2 separate regions of the Bos taurus genome follow, and region 2 is linked to region 1. The links are chromatin contacts, called in public Hi-C maps. All regions are on one chromosome and are shown on one strand. The core of a region is the stretch at or near the end of the contact, and the rest is flanking DNA. Distances in the headings are between cores, read along the strand shown. Region 1 overlaps QRICH2 (glutamine rich 2). Region 2 holds the start of EXOC7 (exocyst complex component 7).

Region 1 (6,412 bases), core at 2,164-4,663:
TGGGCAGCCGGGCTGGGCCTGGGAGCCTGGCACCAGGGAGGGCAGAGAGTGTGTGTGTGTGTGTGTGTGTGTGTGTGTATGTGTGTAGAGTGGGGCACCAGGGAGGGCAGAGAATGTGTGTCCGTGTGTGTCCGTGTGTGTGTGTGTGTGTGTGTGTGTGTGTGTGTGTAGAGTGGGGCACCGGGGAGGGCAGTGTGTGTCCGTGTGTGTGTGTGTAGAGTGGGGCCTCCATGTAGGACAGAGTATGTGATTGTGTATGTCTGTGAGAATGTGAGCGTGCGTGTAAGTGTGTATGAAAATGTGGGTGTGATTATATGTGTGAATGTTTATGTGTGTGTTTTTGAGAGAATGCAAGAGAATGTGTATTGTGAATGTGTGAACATATGTGCGAATGTGTTTGAGAATTTGTGAACACATGTATGTGAATGTGTATGTGTGAGTGTGTGAATGCGTGTGAACAAGTGTGAGAGCACTGTTAAATGTATACTGTATGAGCAGATGAATGTGTGTGTACGCGTGAATGTGCGCATGAATGTGTGAATGCCTGTGTGTGCATTGAGTGTGTGAGAGAATGTGTGTATGTCTGCGAACTTATGTGTGAATGTGTGTTTAAGGATCTGTGAATACACGTGTGTGAATGTGTGTATGAGAGAGAGTGTGTGTGTGTGTGTGTGTGTGTGTGTGTCCCTCAGGAGGCCACCCTGCTCGCTCACCCCCCGCCCTGTCCTGGCTAAGCGGTGGCCCCTGGAGCACCCCCCTCACCTGCACCCCACCCCCCACCCCCATCGAGGCGTGTCCCGGGACACACCCGCTCCCCGTGACTCCGCCGTCTCCACCGCAGGCTGCCAGACATGGCTGATTACAGCTACTCCTCCGCGCCCCGGCCCTGCGGGGGCAGCCACACCCTCACCTACCCCTACCGGCGCATCCGCCTGCAGCACCTTTCGCAGGGACTGTACCCCACCGAGGAGATCCAGATCGCCATGAAGGTGGGGATACTCCTGGAAGCCTCCAGGGAGGCTCCCCCAGGGGCCCCCAGACTCCCATGTCCCTCCGGAAAAGCCGCCAGCAGTCCCCTGCTCAGCCCTCAGCCTCGGGGGCAGTTTCTTAATCAGACCCAGTCAAAGCCTCAGGTTCTTTTCCTTTCCTGGGAAGAAGACAGCCCTCCCGGCCATCTGGCCCATCCCCTTCACCCTGTCACTCAGCCCCTTCGAGGGCTCTGAGCACCATTTGACTCAGAGAGGGGACAGGAGGGGCGCTCAGGCGGCAGGTGGCCATGGGTACCCACCCATCTCCACAGCACGACGAGGTGGACATCTTGGGCCTGGATGGACATATTTACAAGGGACGGATGGAAACAAGGCTGCCGGACCTCCTGAACAAAGACAGTGAGTGTCCAGATGGCCCAGAGGCCCTCGGGCTCCTTGCTTGGGTCCCGCAGGGTCTGTCTGGCTCCTGGAGGCCCCAGCACTTCTTGGGGCCACCAGACCCCGACTGCCTTCCTCCTCCACCTCCCTGACTCCAAATGCCCCCAGGTGAGTGTTTGCAGAGGGGGACAGCTGTCCAGTCTTGGCCAGTTAGCAGGAATGTCGTGGCCCCATCTTTTCTGGCCAGCCTTCATCCACAGGCTGTCACCCCAGTTTTTCCACCTAAGCCTCTGATCCCAGCATCACCCACTCTTCAAAACTCTTCCTGAGCCCCTACACTCTGTGAACCTCTCGTGTTCTGGAATGTCCCCTTCCAGTTGGCCATCCTGGATGTGCTTTGTCACCTCCCTCTGGGTCTTAGCAGGTGTGTGTGCATCTTTCTAGTCACTTCCCCTCCCGAACTGTAAACCCAGGGTCAGAACTCACCCAGCACCTGGCATGGGGCTGCTGTCCGTGGGTAGATATCAGAGTAAGTGGATGGATGGATGGACAGATGGCCAGACAGACATACAGGGGGATGAAGTGCTTGTTGTTGCTCAGGCGCTAAGTTATGTCTGACTCTTTGCAACCCCGGGGACTGCAGCACGCCAGGCTCCCGTCCTCCACTATCTCACTGAGTTGGCTCAGATTCATGTCCACTGAGTCGGTGATGCCATCCAACCATCTCATCCTCTGCCTCCTCCTCCTTTTGCCTTCAGTCCTTCCTAGCATCAGGGTCTTTTCCAATGAGCAAAGTGCTTGCTTATAAAGGGCATTTCCACGAATTCAGACTGAGAAGGGCGCCCGCTGAGGCAGGCTGAGACCAGCAGCCCGCCGCCCTTCTCCCCATCCCCACGGCCCCCTCAGAGTGTGTCTCAGAACTGAGCCTCCCCTCTCCGTCTCCCATCAGACGCGGGGATGAAGCACAAGAACAAGCAGTCCCGGCCACACGGGCATCGGCAGCAGTCCCTCAGCAACAGCGGCCAGCTGCCCTTGCGGCCTCAGAGCGCCCAGACGCTGGCTGCCAGCGACTCAGGTAGCTCCTCCCTGGATGGAGGGTCCTTCTGGGCGGCACTGTCTGCCGACCCTCCTCCTTGCCCCGCCCGGCCCCTCTCCTGCCTGTGGCTGGAATATACCCTATTCCCCCGGAGAGAAGAAGGGCCTGGGAGCCGAGGGATGGGATGTGAGGGAGGAGAGAGAAAACCCTTCCCTCCCGGGCGCCTGCTTTGTGCCAGGTCTGTGGGCAGATACTGTCACTGCTCCCATTTCACAGAAGAGGAAACAGGGGCGGGCTTGCGGCCTGAGCTCTGGCTCCAGGCCCAAGTCCTTCCCCACTGCTCACACGCACCGACTCTCCTGGGCCTGCGAGGCCCCCAGCGTCCATGCTTTCTCCAGAGGGGCCAAATCCGGCCTGAAAGCCCAAGGGCTAAGTGTTCCCCTGGGGTTTGGCTACCCATGGGGGCCAGAGAGGGGCACTGGCCTGGAGCCAGGGGGCTAGACCACTTCCAGGTGACTCTGAGCACATCTCCCCCTCCTCCTGGACAGTTTCCTCATCTGTCAATAAAAGGGTGCTGGATTCTGGCTGCTAAGTTAGGAAGCCCCCTGCAAAGTCTAAGAAAGCTGCTGAGTTTCTTCTCATGAAACCTTATGTACCCACAATGCTTTGCAGCTACTTGCTGGAGGCCCAGGGAGCCCCACCGCACCCCCACCCAGGTCTAGAGCCGCAGCCCGAGGTCCTCTGCACCAAGCCTTCCAGTTCCAGCCCCCAGTGCCTGCAGGAGGCAGAAACCAGTGCAGTGGTGGCGATGTGCAGCCTCGCCTCTGCCAAGGGTTCCTCACTGCTGAAGAGCTTTACACGTGTGAATCAGTAATTTGAATCCTCACGTGTTAAAAGATAGGGACCATTGCTGGTCCCACCTACAGCAGACAAAGCCAAGGCACAGAGAGGTTAAAGTACATGCCCAAGGTCACACAGCTAGAAAGCAGCAGAGCCGGGCTCAAAGCCAAGCTGTCTGGCCCCAGAACCAGCGCTGGTGACAAAGGGAAACAGCCTGGGCTGGAGGATTCAGCAGGGGGCAGACAGCGTCGGCCTGCGGCTCTGGCTCCCAGGACTGTTCTTGGGGGAGCTTAGCTTCCTTCTCCCTGGCACCCCAGTGTCCACTCCAAAGACACATTACGGAAGCAGGAGCGGGGGCTGTCTTAAAAGAGAAATTCCTGCCCTGATTTAAGTCAGTGTGGCCCTAACAGTCCCTGTATTAATAGGGGGAATGTTAACAAAGAGGCAGGCTCTTGGCCCCTGACTTATTTTAACTCAGAGTATAAAGGAGTGTGGCTCAGGGGCTCGTAGGAGAGCTTGACCCTCCAGCATGATGTCCTGGCTCAGCCTGGTTAGTGGGGCTTTGGGCAAGCCGAGGTGGGCTGCCGGTGGGCGTGGGAGTCAGCCTGAGCCATCCGGGGCCCCTCCTGTCCCGCAGCTCCTTCCTGTCATCAGAAAGACAGACCTGTTTCCACCGAGGGCCGTCTCTCCCAGCCGAACCCAGCCCACCTGCCCGGCGAGGAGGCAAACCTGCCAGCGGGGCTGGATGTGCACAGGGCCGCTCCTGGGGAGGGGCTCGAGGAGCCCACCCGGGGGCCGCGGGCCACCTCTGCTCACTGAGCAGAGCTATAAATAAACGCTTAGGAGAAAGCTCGGGGCCACGAGGCTCCTCTGGTCCTGGTTCAGGTGGGACAGCAGACTTCTTGCAGCCTGATGTACGTGGCTCCCCCAAACAGGGCCAGCTGTTCTCTGAGGGCACCAGGGCTTCAAGAGGACTGAGTATAGCACCCAGGGCAGAGAGGCGGCAGCGCAGGCCAGACCCCAGGCCCCGGGCACTGGCAGGCCTGCAGGGGTTGTTGGCCCTCTCCCGACCTTGGCTGGACCGGTGCTGAGGCCTTCTCTGGCACAGGCACCGCCTTCCCTCTGGGTAAGCACCCAGGGCAGTGGAGGGTTTAGATGCTCGGGCTGCACCCTGGGGCAAAGCTTTAAGGGCGGCCGCTGGCAGGCTCCTGGCACATTCTGGGGAAGATGGGGCCACCAGCACCTGGGAAGGTTCCTGGTTGCCATCTTCTCTGGCTTGCAAAACGAGGGGCCTACCCAGGTGGTGCTAGTGGTAAAGAATCTGCCTGCCAGTGAAGGTGATGCGAGAGACGCGGGTTTGATCCCCAAGTTGGGAAGGTCCCCTGGAGAAGGAAATGGCACCTCAGTCCAGTATTCTCGCCTGGAGAATCCCATGGACAGAGGAGCCTGGCGGGCTACAGTCCATGGGGTCACGCTTGGAAGCTGCCACAGACGCAAGAGGGGCTGCTGGGTCAGGCCATGTCCCTGCTCCCCTTCCCTCCCCAGAAGAGGAGTCTGGCCGTGTCTGACGGCCTTGAGGCCTGACCCTTGTCCTGCTCCGTGTCAGCCTCAACAGACGAGGGGGCTCACTGCTGCCCACCCGAGGCAACCGTAAGGGACAAGCCCTTGTCCCCAAAGCCCCAGGGACAAGGGAAGAATTGCGTCCCACCCGGATAGTCATGGAAGCAGTTTTTTGCCTTCAGATCTATTCTCATCAGCCCCCTCCTCAAAGGTGGGGTTCCCTGCCCCCCACCCCAGGCCCCTCTGCCAGTGAGAGGCCTGCTTTAGGGGTGTGAGGGGAGGGGCAACACAGAGCCACAGGAGGGCGTGGCAGGAAATAGCCCAGAAAAGGGTTTCACTGGAGGGTGGGGCTCGCTGGGGGTGTCATGGGTGGAGCAGGCACTCCCTACGGGAAGGGGCACCCCCCTTCTCTCCCCATCTGCTGAGATCTGATTCATCATAGAACCCCGGAGTCCCAGCGGGCACCTGGCACCCTTTGCTCTGCAAGCGGGAGGTAGGCGAGGCCCAGGCCCTCCTCTGCTCAGTGTCCTGGCCTAGAATCCAAACTCACCAGCTTGGCGGGGAGGAGGAAGGAGCAGCCAGGCGCCCCCACCCCCCCCCCCCCCCCGCCACCGATGCCCCTGAAAGGACAAGGAGGCCCCCACTCCGCCTTCCCGCACCTGGGCCGCCCGCCCGCCCTCAACCAGCACTGGCCGCCCACGTGCCGGCGAGGGGCTTCCCCTTCCAGCCTGGGAAAGCACAGGTGGGCAGAGTGAGGGGTGCGGGTGGGAGGAGTCCCACGGGTCTCCAACCAGGAAACAAAACCGAAAGGACAAACCCAGCCTCGAGCACGTGGTCACACGCAGAGCCAGCAGCCGAGGGCAGCTGTGCCCCAGTCCTGCTCCACACTCGTGGAGGGGCTGCCCGCAGTGACCCCATGAAGACATGAGGGCCCAGGAGGAGGGTGGGCCAGCTGGGGCACCCCCAGGTGTTCCTGCACTTTGGGTCTGAACATCCAGACCCTGCAGGCCTGGTCGACAGCAAGGCCCGGGCTGCCGAGCAGGAGGGAACACACCTACTCACACGTGCTGGAGGGGTCTGAGGGTTGGGGGGGAGCGGTAAGGGGCTCGAGAAGGAACCCCAAGCCTGGAGCCTGCCACCCAAATCTTGCATTTGGGCGGGTGGGCTCCACACCCACCTGGCCACCTGGATGGGAGTCTGAGGAAGGGCCCCACAAGGCCAGGAACTGCCATCACCGCTTCATCCTAGCGCCGGAAGGCGGGAAGGGGAAGAAGCCAGGCCCCTTGGGGACCCAACTCAGGCCTCTGGCTCCCTGAGAGCTGCAGCTGACCTCCTGGACGTGGCCACACAACACGCACATGGGGACTGGGTGCCCCGAAGGAGCTTGAGGGCAGGAAGAGCAGAGAGGGCAGAAAGATGCCTTGGCGGGGGGGACAGGCTGAAGTGTGGGGCCACCATCGGGCCCCCCGAGGCAGGCAGGCAGCTCCCCCACCACCAACTGCAAAGATAGGGGCTGCTCCAGGGCTAAGGCTCAGCCTGTGGTGGGCTGTGAGGTGGTGGCCAAGGGCCAAGAGGAGAGGGTCACTATGACCAAGCCAGGACCTGTTCC
Region 2 (5,706 bases), core at 1,709-4,208, 120 kb after region 1:
CATCCATCCACCTGTCTTCGGTCTTTCTCCTCCTTTTCTGGCACCCGCTGGACATTCTCGGAGGTTCCAGGGGGCGCGGTGGAAAGGCACCAGTGGGCATCGGGCGCCCCCTCGTGTCCCACTTGGCCCAGCCTGGCCTCGGCCCTGGGGTAGGGCGGAACACTCGCCCCACCACCGTGATTCAAACCAGTTTACACGGAGGACATTCAACTTACAGTTGTGAAAATAATGTTAAAGCTCACCTGAAAAAAAATAAACAACTCATCTTTTCATTCTTTTAGTATCTACTCTTTACTAGATATGGCTGCTATAAATATAATAATGGATTCACAATTTCACAATGGATTTTCTTGAAAGTCAGATTGACAGCTTTGCATAACAGCATGCAGAAGTCCCGAGCTACCTGGCCTGGGGAGGCAGAGCACAGCAGTCTCCTGGCCAGCTGTGTTGACTCAGTGCAGCTGTGACCTCTCTGAGCCTGACCTTCCTCCTCTGCAGAAGGGAGATGAACAGCTGTGCCTGACTTGTAAGTTTATTGTGAAGATTAGACAAGCTACTGCAAGGTGGTGCCTGTAACAAAGCTGGGCTAACAGAAGGCTCTCAGATCATGGTGGTTGGCTACCAAACTGCACTTTGTTGTTCAGTCGCTAAGTTGTGTCCGACTCCTCGTGACCGCGTGGACCAGGCTCCCCCGACTTTCACCATCACCCAGAGTTTGCTCAGATTCATGTCCATTCAGTCAGTGATGCTTGCTATCTAACCATCTCATCCTCCGCTGTCCCCTTTCGCCTTCAATCTTTCCCAGTATCAGATCTTTTCCAATGAGTCAGCTGTTCACATCAGGTAGCCAAAGTATTGGAGCTTCAGCATCAGTTCTGCCAATGAATAATCAAGATTGATTTCCTTTAGGATTAACTGGTTTGATCTCCTTGCTGTCCGAGGGACTCTCAAGAATCTTCTCCAGCAACACAGTTTGGAAGCATCAATTCTTCCATGCTCAGCCTTCTTTCTGGTCCAACTCTCATATTTTTACATGACTACTGGAAAAAATCAAGTTTGACTATACGGACCTTTGTCTGCAAAGTGATGTGTCTGCTTTTTAATACATTGTCTAGATTTGTCATAGCTTTCCTCAGGAGGAGCAAGCAGCCTGCCCTTAGAGAAGGATATTTGAGAAAATACAAAACACACATGTATATAGTTTACAAAATTGCAATGAGAATATTAAAAAGCTCAAAGTATTTGTTCACAGCCATAAAGGATTTCTTCTTGAGATGATGTTATTCATATTTTCTGGAGTGTCGGCTGTGGGCTGGGTGCTGCTCAAAGGGGTAAGTGTTGAATGAGGCTCTTAGGGCTGGTCCATCTGAGCCCAAAGTCCTTTCCACCAAAGCTCTCTAGTCCACTTTTTCTTTTCTCTGGCTGCTAACAATTTAAACTTTTCCTTTCACTTGGTTCTCAGGACTGCACAAGGGCCGCCTCAATGGAGTCATCCTAGCTGTCCTTACACAAGGATTCTGCCTTTTTATCTCCCTCATTTGCAACAGGGGTGCGCCTCCCAGATATTTTCTTCATCAGTACTTTCACGGCCATCAACCAGATCTGAAACTGTCCTCTCGCCCTGAAAGAAAGCTGTCCAATCCCCCTCCAGGGGCTCAGTCCCACTTCTTCCTCCTTTTGTGGAACTGGCCGCTGGGAGAGCCTTGGTAACCCCATAACTTGGTGCCCCCCAAACCTTCTCACCCACCAGTATATGCTTCATTGTCTATCTTCCAGTACCTGGATGCCTCAACAAAGCTGTGCAGCCACTTACCACCCCAGGGTGGGACCAGAGGCAGGGTGAGCCTCTGCAATGGAGGAGGGAGTAACACTAGGTTTTACAGGAGCTGTGTCTGTGGTGAATCCAGAACATTCATCCCTGCAGGAGCCCTGATCCAGGGCCACTTCCCCACCCCTGGCTGGCCCTGAACTAATTAGAGGAGACTCCGGGCAAAGGAGCTGAGACATTTTGGCCCCTTGCAGGAGGGTGCCTACCAGCCCTCCAGGCCTTTCTGATGTCCTCAGAGGCCCTGAGAAACGCTCCTCTTGTGTCTGAGTACCCGCAAACAGGCCTCAGCGCCTCCACCACTGAGAACACCACCTGGGTTCTAACCCCGCGGACAGGTCTGGGCTTTTTCAGCCTTCCCCTTGCACTGTTTTCAGACCTGGGAAAATACAGCGCTGAAGCCACACTCTACCCGCGGCCCGGCCCTCACCCCCAGCAAATAAAACCATGTATCTCTCTCCAAAACAGACACCTTAGTGTGGAGCTTGGAGCTTCTCTCCGGTTCCATACCAGTCCCCGGGATGAGTGCTCCCAGAACCCCTCCTACCCCAGGAATTTGGCCCAGCCCCTCGCAAGTCGGGATTGTAGTTATGGATGCCGCTGGGGCCATGGGCGAGCATTCTTTGCCCGGGCCAGGGCTTGCACACAGGGCGCATTCCGTGAGAACTTTTAGGGCCGAAGGGGGACACGACTACATAGGTCCCTCAGTCATTAAATGAGCACACATTAGGCGCCTGCTGTGTGACAAGCTCTGTGCACATTAGGCGCCTGCTGTGTGACAAGCTCTGTGCTGTGCTTTGCGGGGGAACGCCTCATCTGTGCCTGGATCCGGACAAACGAATTCGTTATTAATCTTTGTGAAAAGAGTCAGCCTTGCCACGAAGACGGCAAGTGAGCTGTAACTGTTGTGCCAGCTGCGGGACAAAACACCGCTAGAGAACCTGAGGGTGGCAACACGCATCAAGGTGAAACCCGGGTGCACCTCCCCGCCACACCCAAGATGGCCACCTGCCGGGGTCCCCTGTCCCTTAGTTCCACGCAGGCGCACTTCCGCCTGCCACTCCAAATATGGCGGCAAGCGCGCCCCGGGGAGGGGGCCACGGGCGGAAGTGGGTGTGACAGGGACGGGAGCCGAGAGGGCCCTCGGAAGCGAGACGCTGGGCTGTGGGAGCCGCACGCAGGGAGGGTCGAAGTCATGATCCCCCCGCAGGAGGCGTCCGCCCGGCGGCGGGAGATCGAGGACAAGCTGAAGCAGGTGGGGCTGGGGAGGCGGGGAAGGAGGTGAGGAAAGGGGCCGAGATCCGGGCCGGGCGTCTACTCAGGGAGGTAGCAGGAGTGGGAGGGGGCCGGGTACCAGGCAATCGGGTCCGGGCGAGGCTGTGGAGCCGGGATGCGGTGGTCTCTGGCTTCTGGTGATGTCCTCCCCCCTCTCTCTGCAGGAGGAGGAGACGCTGTCCTTCATCCGAGACAGCCTGGAGAAGAGCGACCAGCTCACCAAGAACATGGTGAGTAACCCCTCAGCTGGGAGGGCCTCCAGACGCTGGAGAGAGAACCCTGCGACCCAGGGGTTTGGGTACCTAAAGCCCGAGGCTTCTGGCCTGGGTGGTGATGGGTGGTAACGTCTGGGTTTCTCTAGCAACAGTGTTACACTTCTCTTACACTCTCTTCCCCTTGCCTGCCCCTTCGCTGAGGATGCTGCAGCCCCCGACATTTCTGCTTTCTGCCTGAGTTCTCCATTCTTCTTTCTCTCCTTCTGCAAACATTTAGTGAGACTGACTTAAGTGGGCTGGGTACTGGCCATGGGTCACCCTCAATTTAAGTGTGGGTATCACCGGTGGGGTTACCACTTCTGAGGTTACTGAGGGCGGGAGACTCAGCTGTCACTCCAGATAGCCAGAGGGGTAAAATGAGCCAGAAATCAGACAGATGTGGGATCTAGCCCTTGCCCCTCCACTTATTTGTGTGTGGCTCCTGACAGGTAACTATGAGCTTCAGTTACCTCCTCTGCTAAAATAGACGATGCTAATCTCCCATGTAGCTGTGAAGGTCATAGAAGCTAATGCGTGGAAATGCCTCTTGCACGGTATCTGCTATACAATAGGTACTCAATAAACATGAACTTCCTTTCTTATTCCTAAAAGAGCCTGGAAAACCCAAACTGAGTAGTAGATAGAAACGTGGGTATGTATTCAGTAACACAGTCATCAAGTGCTGCTGCTGCTGCTAAGTCGCTTCAGTCGTGTCCGACTCTGTGTGACCCCATAGATGGCAGCCCACCAGGCTCCCCTGTCCCTGGGATTCTCCAGGCAAGAGCACTGGAGTGGGTTGCCATTTCCTTCTCCAATGCGTGAAAGTGAAAGTGGAGTCGCTTGGTCTTGCCTGACTTTAGTGACCCCATGGACTGCAGCCCACCAGGCTCCTCTGTCCATGGGATTTTCCAGGCAAGAGTACTGGAGTGGGGTGCCATTGCCTTAGAGAGAGGAGGTTTGAAGGTACCAGGAATGCATTTGAGGCTACTCTGTATGAAACTAGTTCCTGTTCAGTCTAGGAAAGCATCAGAGAGAACATAAATTGAGATCTGGCTTTAAGGGGTGGAAGGGAAGCCATCCTGTGGTGATTTTCTGAGGAGTTAATATAATGCTTGCCTCGCCTTCAGATCAAACTGCAGCCAGTTTATTTGGGCCACCTCCGATCTGCCAGGCACGTGGTAGATCCTGGGGATACAGTGGGGAATAGGTATACCCTCTCCCTCTCCTCTTGGAGCCTACTGTCTAGAAAACCACAGCAAATGCCGAAGACCTGGCTGGGGGGCCGAAGCAGTGCTGGGACAACCCTGAGGCCTGAGAGCACGGGGCTTGCCCCCGCAGGTGTCTATCCTGTCATCCTTTGAGAGTCGCCTTATGAAGCTGGAGAACTCCATCATCCCCGTGCACAAGCAGACGGAGAACCTGCAGCGGCTGCAGGAGAATGTCGAGAAGACCCTGTCCTGTCTGGACCACGTCATCAGCTACTACCACGTGGCCAGTGACACTGAGAAGATCATCAGGGAAGGGTGAGCTCGGGCCAGAGCGTCACATTCCTGACGCCTCTTGGACCAGTAGGCTTTGGAAGGGGGATAGAATATGTATAAGCCTGGAGTCCCCTGTGTTAATTCTGTTCTCCCATTTCCAATACCATTCCTCTTCATCTTCCATCTGCCCCGGGCTGATGTGGCTCTTCTCCTTTCCAGGCCCACAGGTAGGCTAGAGGAGTACCTGGGAAGCATGGCCAAGATTCAGAAGGCTGTGGAGTATTTCCAGGACAATAGCCCAGACAGCCCAGAGCTCAACAAAGTGGTAAGGGGCCAGCAGAGTGATGTGAGAGATTGGCAGACACCAATCCCTGCCCGGGTCTCATTACTGACACTGAACCAGCTAAAAGATAATATAGTCAAATAAAGAGAAGTATGTAATACTATGCACATACTATAGACATTAAAATCTCTGTTTCAGGAATTACAGGTATACATTTTGATTGCATTTTAATAATTTAGCTAAATTATAAGTTGTTGTTTAGTTGCTGAGTTGTGTCTGACTCTTTTGCAACCCCATGGACTGTAGTCTGCCAGGCTCCTCTGTCCATGGGATTTCCCAAGCAAGAATACTGGAGTGGGTTGCCATTTCCTTCTCCAGGGGATCTTCTCAACCCAGAGATCTCCTGCATAGGCAGGCAGGTTCTTTACCACTGAGCCACCAGAGAACACACATTACAAGTTACCTGTGAAATGTAAATTTAACATTTGATTTTTATAAATGCATGGGTATTTTTTTAGTATAGTGAAAAATACATAATATAAAAATTACCACTTCTAACCGTCTTTAAGGGAACAGTTCAGTGACATT

What was found. A called contact is a pair of places that touch in the nucleus more often than the background predicts.
Region 2: a contact with region 1 is called in a Hi-C map of skeletal muscle, with 5 times the contacts expected there. The contact joins the promoter of EXOC7 here to the enhancer-like site in region 1. A contact is called at or near these places in 2 of 11 Hi-C or Micro-C datasets (skeletal muscle and an unstated tissue).

The regions. Positions count from the first base shown.
Region 1 is chr19:55,436,723-55,443,134 of ARS-UCD2.0, forward strand. It overlaps QRICH2 (glutamine rich 2), which reads left to right. Exons shown (of 19, transcript XM_059878630.1): 16 at 842-989; 17 at 1,301-1,388; 18 at 2,317-2,442; 19 at 3,881-6,412. The coding sequence ends at 4,062. Among named protein-coding and RNA genes, the nearest start is that of UBALD2, 9.1 kb to the right of the region's middle. Within about 2 kb of position 3,414, at least 18 of the 102 cell types and tissues checked have an H3K27ac peak or open chromatin away from gene starts, as enhancers often do.
Region 2 is chr19:55,557,912-55,563,617 of ARS-UCD2.0, forward strand. It overlaps EXOC7 (exocyst complex component 7), which reads left to right and starts at 2,959. Exons shown (of 18, transcript NM_001034250.1): 1 at 2,959-3,080; 2 at 3,265-3,330; 3 at 4,693-4,877; 4 at 5,055-5,160. The coding sequence starts at 3,021.